Linked DNA regions of Mus musculus: region 1 is linked to region 2. Evidence: chromatin contacts called from public Hi-C data. All regions are on one chromosome and are shown on one strand. The core of a region is the stretch at or near the end of the contact, and the rest is flanking DNA. Distances in the headings are between cores, read along the strand shown. Region 1 overlaps Camk1d (calcium/calmodulin-dependent protein kinase ID). Region 2 overlaps Camk1d (calcium/calmodulin-dependent protein kinase ID).

Region 1 (6,219 bases), core at 3,519-6,018, 270 kb before region 2:
TAAAACTGATCATTTAACGTGAGAGGAGCCAAGTGCTTGCCTAGCCTACCATGTGAGGCCTGAGTTATATGTCAGGACTACAGATAATTTAAAAAGCATTTTAGCATATGGAAAGCCAATTTTAATAAGGGTACACATAAGCCACAATTAGGAACAACCTGTTGTCTAAATGTGCAAAGATTTCTTGGCTTATTAACAGTGCACTATTTCCCTGGCCTTGCTAGAAGTGGTCCCAAGTTGAGAATGTCTGGCTCACCCTGGGCCAAGTCTAGCGATTCCAGTCTGAACCTCACTGTAGATGAGATGAGATGCACTTTCTGTTCTTCTGGGTGGGCTGTAAACCTGGACTTTCCCCTGGTTTGTAATGAAGTCTAGTAGAGGTGTAGATAATAATAACTGCACTCTGTGCCCAAAGATCTGGGTAGCTCCAGTATCCTGGCCCCCACACCTTCACCAAACACCTTCAAGATCCTAAGGCAGAAAAATCCCCGCCAGAAAATGGTGCTTTTGAAAACAAACAAACAAACAAACAAACACACACACACAATCTTGGAGGAATATGCACTTGCCAGGCTTTGTAATTTTGTATTTGGCAATCTTATCCAATATCTTATCCATTATAGGCTAGAAGGTTTACTGTTAGAAGCAGAGGGTCAAGCCATTTTGTCTGTGTGCTTAGGGGGACCTTGCTGAATAGGGGCCCAGGGAGAGATGACTGGATCATGAGGATGGAAGGAGAAATTGAGGGGGGTCAGGAGCAGACGTGGGTATGTCTAAGGCACCTTCACCCTCTGCGCTTCATTTTAGTATTCTGCAAAGGGGGACCCCAGAACCTAGCCATATCTCTGACTGAGGTGGTGAGGCTTAATTACTGTTTATTAATCAACAACATGTTTTCAGATCCTTGGCACACAGTGAGAGCAGATCAATGTTGTATAACAGCAAATTAGGAATGGTAAACATTTCTGTTGGCGCATTTGCCAGGCTGTTACAGGCATCTTTGCTGGTGTGTGTGTGTGTGTCTGTTTATGTGTGTCTGCGTGCAGGTGCATGCATGTGTGTATATCACATGTAGGTGTGTAGGCCAGAGAACAATCTTGGCTGTTTTTCCTCAGGGCCCACCCCCCTCTCCATTGAGATAGGCTCTCCCATTGGCCTGGAACTCACCAGGCGAGGCTGTCTGAGCAGCAGGCCCTCGGGACCAGCCTGAGTATTGCCTCTGCTTCTCTAGCTGCCTTACAAATGCGTGCTACCAGGCCTAGCATTTGATTTTTATTATTTAATTTTTTTAGAAAAATATGGGTTCTGGAAATTGGGCTCAGGCCCTCATGTTTACAAGACAAACACTTTACTGACAGGACTATTTCCCCAGCCACAGAGATCCCCTTTAGCACCTTCTGAAGAAAACAGGAACTTCACGTCTACCATTTGGAGAGCGGTAGAGGGGAGGTTCTCAAATGCCCTGACAACCCAATATTTTGTGGTCCACTTGTATCTGGAAGGCGCTTCTAATTGTTGCTCCTTGGAGTTTGCCTTGTGTGACCAGGTGCACCTCATTTCTATTTAAGTGTGTGTGTGTGTGTGTGTGTGTGTGTGTGTGTGTGCAGGTGAGTGAGCACATGTTGTGAGTGCATTTGGAAGTAGACCTTGGATCCTGGCTTTTCCTTGGCCTGGAGTTTACCCATTAGCTGGATTAGCTGGCCAGGGAGCCCAGATATCTGTCTGTCTCTACAGCATGGTGTTCTAAGCAGCATAAACCCCAGCTTTTCCCTGGGTGCTGGGGCTCAAACACCTCATGCTTGTGCATCAAGCTCTGTATCAACCCCGTGCCATCTTCCCAACCCTGTGGAGGGACTTTTTTTCCTTTGAAAGACAGGTTTTCTTTGTGCAAGATCTTTGGCTGTCCTGGACTTGAGTTGTATACCAGGCTGGCCTTGAACTCACAGACATCTGACTGCCTCTGCCTCCTAGGTGCTGGGATTAATGGCATGCACCATTAGGTTCGATGGCTATGGAGGGATATTTTTATGACCATTCAAGCCATGGATGAAACAGCCCAGACCAGCTGCTTATCTCGAATAGAGGGAGTGGCAGTGAATCTATTTCATTAATCAAGTGCCCGCTGGGTGCTGCTTTAGGAGGCGAATAAATGAATATTTCTATGGGTCCAGGAACCATCTTTCCCACCTGTCCTATCCACACACTGCTCACTGAACATACCTGCTGAGGCCAAAAGTGAGTTGTCTGAAATCCTAGATGGGACATAGGTTTCTCTTTTCTTTTGGTGGGAGTGGGGGGCCTGGGGGACAGGATGGGGGGTTCCCTTGCAAAGCTACTTGGTTCGGTTTGCATAGTGGCACCATTGGTTACACTGCTGCATCTGAGGTCAGTCGGATCCTTAGCATCTGTGTAGAGCGTCTGGAAGCCTAGCAAGGGAGGAGGCCTGCCTCTCCGGGGGCTTGGCTCTCAGGCTTGTTTGGAGGTATGACATCGATTTGGTTTACATCTCTAAGGTTGCCTTTGAGATGAAAGCCTGCTATGTTCTAGATTCTTGGCTTTGCTGTGATGAAAACTGACTTTCAGGCCTGAGAGCCAAAGTTGGGATGTCCCTACCGTGCCCCAGGGGAGTGCAGCCAGTTCAGCGGGATGGGGAGGTAACTGTGGTACCGAGCTCTGGTTCCTATGCTTTAGCTGAGTGGGATCTGGGTGCTGAACTCTGGGCTTCTTCCCAAAGGGGTTGATGAGGGTCTCAAGCCTCACTTTGCGGTTTAAGCTGGTCACTGAGTGCACAGTAGCTGTGCTTGGCTGGTCTCAGGTGGACGCCCGTGTGCTCCCAGGAGAGGACTTGGTCTCAGGTGGACGTCCATGTGCTCCCAGGAGAGGACTTCAGGGGTTAACCTGTTGGGCTTTCCTTTGGTTGGGTCTCCATAAATCCCTCTAATCTCTCCTTTCCCCAGATAAATCTCCTAAATCCCCCTCCAATCTCTCTCCTCCCTCTTTTCTTCCTCTCCCCTCTCTGAAGGCTTAGGTGGTAGCTCAGTAGGGAATTGTCATATTATTGGTCATCTTGCCAGAGGCTGTCAGGTCACTGGACCGCAGGGACCAGCAGGGAATCCAAAGGCCACTGTGTACACGTCCCTTTAATTAGGGAAGGGATTTCTGAGAGGTGGCTATGAAAGACCGATGGCATAGGCATCTGACCAGGTTTCTTTTCTGACTCAGTATGGCCAATTCAGTGCTTATGTAGTTAAAGCAGGAGGACGTGTGGACTCTGGGAGGGATGCCAGCACTTTTTTTTTTTTTTTCAGTTATGCCCTTATGACTTTCTATGGTGCTGGAGAGTATTTCTTCTTTTGGGTTTGACTAGATCCTATTTGATTTTTAAAAGAAAGTTTATTATACACTGTATATACACTGTATATACAGTGTATACAAAGTTCCCCATTCAGCCTCAAATCCTAGCAAGAAGAACCTCCAAATGCACGCCCTAGTTGGTCGAGTTCATCCTGTGGCAGACCACATTGATTCCACAACTTTAGCCCTGTGCTATGTGTGTTTCACCGGGACCAAAATAAACCTCCTGTGTGTGTGTGTGTGTGTGTGTGTGTGTGTGTATGTGTGTGTGTGTGTGTGTGTGTGTAGGCCTGAGATCATGCAAGGATATAGGTCTTCAGGTGTTGTCTGTCCAGCTGGTTTAAGAGACAGAGCTTGCCACCACTGGGTTAGAACTCACTAGGAAGGTTAGTTTGTCTGGCCTAGGACCCACCTGGTTTTCTGTTTCCCCAACCTTGGGAACCATACCTGGCTTTTAAATGTGGGTTCTGGGCATCCAACTCAGGTCTTCCACGTTCCCAGCCATCTCTGCAGCCCTACAGATTCTATTCTTGGTTCACACTGTGTCTTGGGGACAAGTGTTTAAGATAGATGATTTGCTGAACCTGGGAAGGGGAGGCAATAAAAATGAAATAGGAAGTTCACATCAGCACAGCTGTTGGTAGCTCAGAGACACTAGGTGTTTCCTTAATCCTTCTGGGTTTAGGTGGAGATAGAAGTTACCACCTCTTGGATTGTTATAGGGGATTCAATTCCACAAAATTGGGATTGGATAAACAGGAGCTGTGATATACCTAAGGTTCATCAAGGCTAGGACCAGTGAGAAGAGCATGCTGGTGTCTGCTGGAAATTAATTTTTGGATGCTCTTGTTGCAAATACGCAGAATGTGTATTTAACCTTTCAGAAAATTAATTTAAGCAGCCACAGATAAACTCTCTCATTCAGCCAGAGGAGAACACCTGCTAATTGTTCTTCAAGGTACAGCTATAAACATGGTTTAGAGATTGCCTGGGAGGCTTCATTGTTTCCTAGCTGTGTGGTTTTTGGTCTTTCTTGACCATTCTGAGCCCTCTGGCCTCCTCCATAAAATCAGGCAGTGAACAACCCAATAGGAGGGTAGCAATGAAGATGAGGTGAAGGGTGGAGCAAAACCACCAAGAACACTGTGTGAGTTTGAGCTCAGTGAACGGCAGCTCTCTGTCATTAGCCCCTGCTCCTCAGAGGCTGTTTGTAGGTCTGAAGACTGTCCTGGACCATTCACAGTTTTTGCCAGCAGGAGGTGATTAAACCATATAGTGCCAGCATTAACCAAAAGACTCAGCTTGAAAGTCCTCTCCAGGCCAGCCCGTGAGCGGGAGCGGGGTGACCTACTTTGTTACCATCCCTTCCTCTGGCTGGCTAACCAGATTTGCCTCTCTGCTTCTCTTCCTGTTTCCTGAGCTGAGTTTGAAAACTCAGTCTACATCAGCTGGTGCAAGAGGCTTCTTAGAGACACACTGCAGTCTTTATGCTGCTGTCATGTTTCCTCAGCATTAGTATGCTGTTCCTTTAGGGCAGTTGTTTGTTTCCACCTTGTATCTTATTGCAAGTAATGCATATGTGTATGTGCATACATACATAAAAACTTTTTTTTTTGTGGTACTGCAAATGGAATCTCTTAAGATCTTGTGCACGAGCTGTATCTGCAACTCTGAGAACAGTATTTTTAATTTGATGACTGAAGTCACTCACCTAAAAATGTCATTTCATCACAGACTTGCATAGTTTACAATCTTTGGGGTGGAGGAGGTAGCTCATTTGGAACTACCTTAGTTAGAACCCCAGAACTCACCAAAAATTTCTGGGTTTGTAATCCCACACGTGTCTTTAATCCCAGCACTGGGGAGGAAGGTACTGGTGTATTCCTGGGTCATTCTGGCCTGCTAGCCTAGTTTACTTGATGATTTCTAGGCCAGGGAGAGACCCTGTCTCAAAAATATGGTGGATGGTACCTAAGGAATGACACTGAGGTTGTCTTTTGGCCTCCACACACATGTTCACATATGTTCACATCCACCCACATGCATATGTGCACCTGCACACATACAAACATTCACGTGCAGCTATGCAGTGTATCTTAGTTCCTTTTCCTGCTGATGAGAAAAAAATTATCCTGACAAAATGAACTCAATGGAGAAAGGGTTCATTTTACCCTTCAGTTCCATCATACAGTCAATGATTGGGGGGGGGGGGGTAGTCAAAGCATCAGGCACTCAAAACAGCTGGTCACAACCACATCCATAACTGGAAGCAGAGAACAATAAATGCATGCTGCTATTTTGCTTCCATTCTCATCTATGAAGTCTAGGGAATGGTGCTACCCATGGTAGATAGGTCTTCCCACCCCAATTATGAAGTCTAGGGAATGGCGCCACCCATGGTAGACAGGTCTTAATGCAGTAAAGATAATTCCCCAGAGACAACTTGATTCTAGATTCTGTCAAGTTGGCAGTTGACACTAACATCACACACAGACACAAATAGAACCTCTGACATTACTAGGGATGGGAATCCAAATGATAGACAAGTGTTCTGCCACTGAGCTAGTCCCCAGGTCATTGCATAGTTTAACATATCTATGTATTGCATTAATTTTAGTGTGGTTCGAGATGGTACAGGGCACTTATATACATCATATAAGCACAGGGAAAATTTTGTTATAAGCTGTCCTTGTTGAGGGTCTTCAGATAGGAAGTTGGAGAAAATCTTAAAAGCTCTGAATTTCTTAGGATGTGGGTTCTAAGCTTTGGAGCTGGGTTCCAAATTGGGTGTTGTCCCTCTTGACTGTTTCTGTAGCCTGTTTGTGGTCAGTGTCTGGTTGTAGTCATGATCTGCTGGGAACTTGA
Region 2 (6,166 bases), core at 1,662-4,161:
GTTCTGGTGATGTATTTGAAGGAAAAAAAGGGAATAGTTCATTCAATAAATATTTTTAAAGCATAAGAGAAAGATTATTTAATACTATCATAGGAATTTGCCTGAATAATCTTATTTTATTCACAATTACTCTGCCATGTTTCCTTGTGTAATTTGTAAAGAATGATGACTATGAGTGGTTTCTGTCAGTACAATGATTGGCTTTACCATGGGTTTTCTAGGTGAGATCCAAATATCTTAACATTTCTTTCATCCCATGATAGTAAATATATATAATATAACCAGATACCTGCTGAGATTGAAAAACCTAAGAATTAAACATATACTCTTTGAAGAATATTCATTTGGTTTCCATGTAGCCGAGGACATGAACATATATGCAGTTTCCAGGAGAAAATGTGTCTTATCTACTGTGCTGGCTTGTGTAGGTGTTTTCAGGGTGGGGTCACCAATGTTAGCTTTTATGGGGATATTGCATTCATAATTTATACCCTATGTTCTCAAAACTATTTTTAATTAGAACACATTATCACTCTCAATAGAAAGCCTTCAGTGTGTAAGTAGCCAAGCATAATAATGAAGGAAAATTGTGTTTCTGAATATAATACCTTAATATATTTACATATAAATTACTGAAATCTTATCTTCATTCACCACAGACAGTTAATTAAGAACTCTGTAGGATTGTAGTTCTGTTCAATATTAGGTGAGTAGTTAGGAGGTTTTATGGCATAAGACATAGATAATCCTCTTTAGCAGCTTTTTGTAGATGGGCAATGACCTACTATGACTGCTTCCTTTCAGAATTGTACTCTGTGCTCTGAGGAGGCCTCCCCCATGGAGGGTGATAACGAGTTAGGCTGGGCTGACAGAGGTGCCTATGCTCCTGGCAGAAGATCTAGTGCAAACAGAAGCATTATTAAGGAGACTGTGAGGGACAGAGTACATCCTGGGAGTGGCGGAGCTTGTGTGAGGCTGAGTCTGGAAGAGGTTGAGCCTGTGAGGGACTCAGTCTATAGGGCTTGGTCTGTGAGCAGTTTGGTCCTTTGGGGCTTCAGCTTGCCTGGGTTGGGGAGTTGTAGGAAATTACAAGCAGATACCAACTTGGCACTTCAGGCTACTGCTGCTCATCCATCACTCCCCAGGATTGAGAAAATACTACTGGGATATAAAGGCTTAGAAGGTTGCAAAGACAAAAACCATAGTGGTCCAATATAATCTTGAGCAAGTGTTATTAGACTCAACTCTTTTATCTTTTTTAGTACAAGAATTTATAGCTATAATGTCTTTATTTCCAAGGGCTTAAAGCTGAACTTAAGACCTCATTCTTGCTAGATAGGAACTCATCACTCAGCTTTATACTTTAGGCAGTATAAACATACTCGTTAAAGGATTTTTTTAATATTAATTTGTGTGTGTATGTGTGTGTGCACGAGCACCTGTTTGTCTATTATGTGCTATGCCCATGTAGTGCCCTCTAGAGGCCCCAGAATAGAGTAATGGATCCTTGGACCTGGAATTACAGGCAGCTGTAAGCCACCCAAGTGGCTGCTGGAAACCAAACCTAGGTCCCCCGCCAGAGCAGCAAGTACTTTCAGACACTGAGCCACCTCTCCAGCCCCAACATCTTACATGGTTTTTGCTCCAAGCCATACACTTTGGTAGCTATGCTTTCATTTAAATTTGTCTCTCAGTTTTTCTTGTTATTTCTTCCATGGCCCTCCGGTTGTTTGAGAGTGTTCTGCTTGGTTTCTATATTTTTGAATTTTCTAGTTTTCCTTCTGTTGGTTTCTGGTTCCTGTCCCTTGTGAGGGAAACAGATACTGTGCAGGATGTCAGTCCTTTAACAATGTACTAAGCCTTGCTTTGTAAGCCTATGGCTTACCCTGGAGAATATCCTGGTTCTCCTTGAGAGAGAAAAGTGCTTCTGCTGTTGCTGGCTGGAACTCGTCTGTCTGCCAGGTCCTGTTGGTCTGCAGTGGGAGGTTCTGCATTGCTTTTGTGATATTCTGTTGTATTGTCCCATCTTCTACTGAAAAGCCATTGTCAAAGTCTCCTGCTGCTGCTGAGCCGTTTCTCTGTTGGGTTCCCACTGGTGCTTGCTTCACATATTTCAGAATCCAACATTACCCCTAGCTCATTTATTTAATTTTTGTGCTTCCCTTTGGGAGATACACTACCATTGGTTAATTTGTCTCTTGTAGCAGCTTTTAGTTTCCTGTCATCATGCTGTAAAGATATTTTTTTCTACTTTGAATATATTTTATAGTACTTTTATAAATACCCTATTTAACCCAGTCTATGTGACAAATACCTTTAACTACAAATTAATGATATCTTAAATTGTGCAGTTTTAAAATGGCTTAACTCTTTTGAAGAGTGGTTTTCTGAGGACTACGATGGCTTTGTGTTAAGCAAATGCTGTACCACCAAGCTGTAACCCCCCCCCCCCCCCCCACTGCAGATAGAAACCACCATGGACTTCCTAAAAGCAACATCTGACCGCTAGGTCTCTATTTTGAGAAGCCATAGAAGTGCATAAGGAGAAGAAATGGGCGAAGTATCCATGGGCGTGGTGTGTAAAGCTTCACATCACTCGTTTATTCACTTCCCAATTGCACAGGCAATCTGTTTCCCTGAAGCATTCGTGTCGTAACTGAGAGTCAGCAGGCTCAGACATGGAAAGATGCAGAAATATGGAAGGAGCCAAGGCTGACTTTGTCGTTTCCAGGTCCCTGGCAGACTGAAAACTTGGAGCTCGTACCCAGAGCACCCACATGGTCATACATTTCAGAGCTTATTAGATTAAACATTCTGGTTTGAGCTGCTCCAGGACTGACACTTCTTGTGAGGGCTTAATCCAAAGAGCAGGCTCTGCTCTGACCCAGCCAGTGTGCTCATGCCGCGCACAGATTCCGCGTTTGAGTTCCTACTGAGGGTGTCTCCTCTCAGCATTCCTGTTTCGAAAACGCTCAGCTCTGGCTTCTTGTAAACCCTCTTCTTCCTGCTGAGTACCACAGCTCTCTGGATCTGCCACAGCACCACAGGGGCTTCTTAGTGCTCTTCTTCTATCACACAGCCCTCTTCTGCACCCCAGCACCTCCATCTGGCTACCTTGTCACCCTTCACGGAAGCTGTCTACTCCGTTAGGCATTCCCTATAATTATTGTGTGCTGTAATCACTCCTGTAGACTGTGATCCCAGAGAGCTCGTCTTAGAGAAGTCATCTCTTTCCTGAAATTCTACAACCTTCATCTGCACTTATCATTATGCATCATCTCATTCATTCATTCATTCATTCACTCACTCAAGAAGTATTTTTTGAGCCCCTATCACATGCCTGGTATTATTAGATGGGAGTCATGTAAGTGTTTCTGTTCAGATGGACTCAGACACCCAGAAACCATACAGTTTTGAGGGGAGAAAGTATTCCAGTGGAAGGGCATCCAGAGACTCAGGAACCCAGGGCCCACACAGCTCTGAGGTGAGACAGTGACCCAAGGGAAGGGCATCCTGAGACACAGGAGCTCAGGAACTACATAGCTCTGAGAGGAAGCCTCCTCAGCAGAGGTGTTGCAGCTCCCACGAGAGGGTCTGCCAGTGGAAGGGCATCCAGAGACTCAGGGACCCAGAATCCACACAGCTCTGAGGTGAGACAGTGTCCCAGTGGAAGGGCATCCTGAGACACAGGAGCTCAGAGACCTCATAGCTCTGGAGGAAGCTTCCTCAGCAGAGGCATTGCAGCTCCCAGGGGAGGGTATCTCCAGCTGAGCTAAGGTGCTGAGGAGCCTCAGCTCTGCTCTGCTCTGCTCTGCTCGCCTTGTCTCGTCTCATCTCTTCATTATTTCTTTTTTTATTTTGCTTGGCTTCTTCTAATGAGAGAGTCATACCAGACAGGAAATCTCATGAAAAATATTTATTGGAGGGTCCAGTGTGTGGAGGGATGAATCCAGGGATAGCTGCCCTATGCTCCCAAGAGTGGGAAGCAGGGGACTAGACAAAGGGGCGGTGCTTATATAGGATTTCTGAGGAGGCGGAGCTTCTCAGGGCAGAGATTTCCACAGTGGGGATTGGTGAGATTTCAAGTCCTGAATTTGGGGAGCTCAGGGATTGGTGGATTTTCCTGTTTAAGGATTGGTCGGTTTCTACTCAGGGATTGGTAGGTTTTTGTGGGAAACTCAGGAATTGGTGGCTTTTTCACACACACCTCCCTTTTCCTGTACCAGGTCCATGGGTTAGGGGGGGAAGTCCTTCCTGGCTTTTGCTGAGGTGCCATCTCTGTAGGGCTGCTGGGGCAGGGGCAGGGGCGGGGGCTGGAGAGGAGGTGCTGCCTCTGTGGACAACTCCTGTGGGACAGCTCCTGCAGTGGTGTTTTACCAAGGCTGTAGCTGAGGCAAGAAAGAAAGTGTAGCCACCATGGACAGATCTTGAGGGGCAGCTTCTGCTGAGGCAGGACAGGAGACAGGCCACCATAGACAATTCCTGCTGTGGCTGCAGGCTGAGGAGACTTCCTGGTACAGCCATTTTGACAAGAGCCACCATTTTGACATGAGCCACAGGAGCTGCCATTTTGGAGAGCTTCCCTGGGACATTTTACTGCAGCGCCATAAGCTGGGGCAGGAAGGAGGGGCCTGACACTGCTTTGATGTTTTTTTGTGGTACAGTGGATTTTGTGGTGCACCCTCAGGGATTACAGGGTGGAATATAACAATGAACAAATGTTCTATACATACGAAGCTTACATAATGGGAGGAGAAGGAGACAGCAGTCAAACAGCTTAATAAGTAATTCAGTATGCACAGGGAACTACTAAAGTCTATAGAGAAATGCTGGAAGGTGGGTAGATAGAGCAAAATGACATGGTGACATCTGAGTGGAGACCTGTAAGAGAGACCTGTTCCAGGCCTGTGATCCATGGAAGCTGGGATTGGGGGACAGGAAGTGGGGCCAGGCTCATACCTCAAAGCCAGCCTCTACTGACATGCTTCCTCCAGCAAGTCTCTACCTCCTAAAGGTTCCTTTACTCCTTAAACAGTGCCACCTACCAGGGACCAAGTATTCAAATACATGAGCCAATGGAGGACAATTCTCCTTCAGTCCCATGTAGACTGGCACCCCAGGTATATACAGCAGGACTTCTCATGCTTCACAAAAGTAAAGGGACATGCCATCAAATGACAATCAAACCACACGAAAAGAAGGGTAAATCTTTACTGCCTGCTCTTGGACAAGGAGTTTTCTGTCCTTCTAATAGTCTGGTTTAGTTTCTGAAAATTCTAATTTGTAGAAGTTGTTTATGTTTATGGGGCATGATGTGAGTTTTCTCAGTGCATGTATAAAATATAATGGTCATGTTCAGGTTGCTGGAAATTCCATAACCTCAAACATTTATTACTCCCTTGTTTTGAGAGTATTCAAAAGCCAGTCGAGTAGCTATATTTTGAAATTAATGGTTAACTTTGGTCAACCGTAGTTAGAAGTCATTTCTCCTGTGCGAATGCACTCCATATCCTTCAGCCATCCTGTCCCTCTCTTGATACCCTCCCCCACTCAGGTAAGCACTATTCTACTCCCTACTTCTGTGACTTTAATTTCTCAAGCGCCTCCACGTGAATGCGAACATACAGTTTTTATCTTTCTGTGCCTGACTAATTTTACTTAACAAATTGTCCTTCATGCTCAGCCATGATGCTGCCTTTGGTATCCATGGAGACAGCCACATTGTGACTTTCTGAGCATCTCTTGCTTTAAGACTTGGCATGAAGTAACATGGCTACATGACCCCTTCCTCACATGGTGCCCCCCAGGACAGCCCTGACTCTCTAATTCTCCACCTTTCACATCTGCCTTCAGTCTCACTGATGGCTTCCCAGTGGCATTTTTTCTGATGCTGATTCTTTGAGGTTATTGAGAACTGCACTCTTGCCCTGGCCCCTGCTCACAGTCCTCTTAACACCTTTGAGAGCATGAACCCCTGTGGTCACTCTCCTAGCAGTCTCTTTCCTTCTTAACCTGATATGTCTTCCTTGCGAATGCAGAATCCTACACAGTGCCCTACCTGTACTCTCCAAAGCTAGCCTGCTAGGATCCTGTGCACAGTGAGAATTAGGCTCAGCACCCCCCCCCCGCACCCCCTCCCGTTCTGACCTCAGTTCCTGTGCTTATG

Evidence for each region. A called contact is a pair of places that touch in the nucleus more often than the background predicts.
Region 1: a contact with region 2 is called in a Hi-C map of rod photoreceptor, with 2.5 times the contacts expected there. The contact joins two enhancer-like sites. A contact is called at or near these places in 10 of 39 promoter capture datasets (3T3-L1-derived adipocytes, cranial neural crest, embryonic stem cells and 6 more), 1 of 15 datasets of contacts at CTCF or cohesin (large pre-B cells), 14 of 484 Hi-C or Micro-C datasets (the BV-2 cell line, CD8 T cells, the CH12 cell line and 8 more), 21 of 115 datasets of contacts at active chromatin or transcription factors (the 230-238 cell line, astrocytes, bone marrow-derived dendritic cells and 15 more) and 2 of 9 other capture datasets (adipose tissue and macrophages).

Annotation. Positions count from the first base shown.
Region 1 is chr2:5,705,305-5,711,523 of GRCm38.p6, reverse strand. All of the region lies in intron 1 of Camk1d (calcium/calmodulin-dependent protein kinase ID), which reads left to right. Among named protein-coding and RNA genes, the nearest start is that of Camk1d, 6.3 kb to the left of the region's middle. Within about 2 kb of position 4,768, at least 43 of the 459 cell types and tissues checked have an H3K27ac peak or open chromatin away from gene starts, as enhancers often do. A contact at or near this core is called in bone marrow-derived macrophages and rod photoreceptor, where this site is marked.
Region 2 is chr2:5,432,581-5,438,746 of GRCm38.p6, reverse strand. All of the region lies in intron 3 of Camk1d (calcium/calmodulin-dependent protein kinase ID), which reads left to right. Among named protein-coding and RNA genes, the nearest start is that of Gm36853, 47 kb to the left of the region's middle. Within about 2 kb of position 2,911, at least 20 of the 459 cell types and tissues checked have an H3K27ac peak or open chromatin away from gene starts, as enhancers often do. A contact at or near this core is called in bone marrow-derived macrophages and rod photoreceptor, where this site is marked.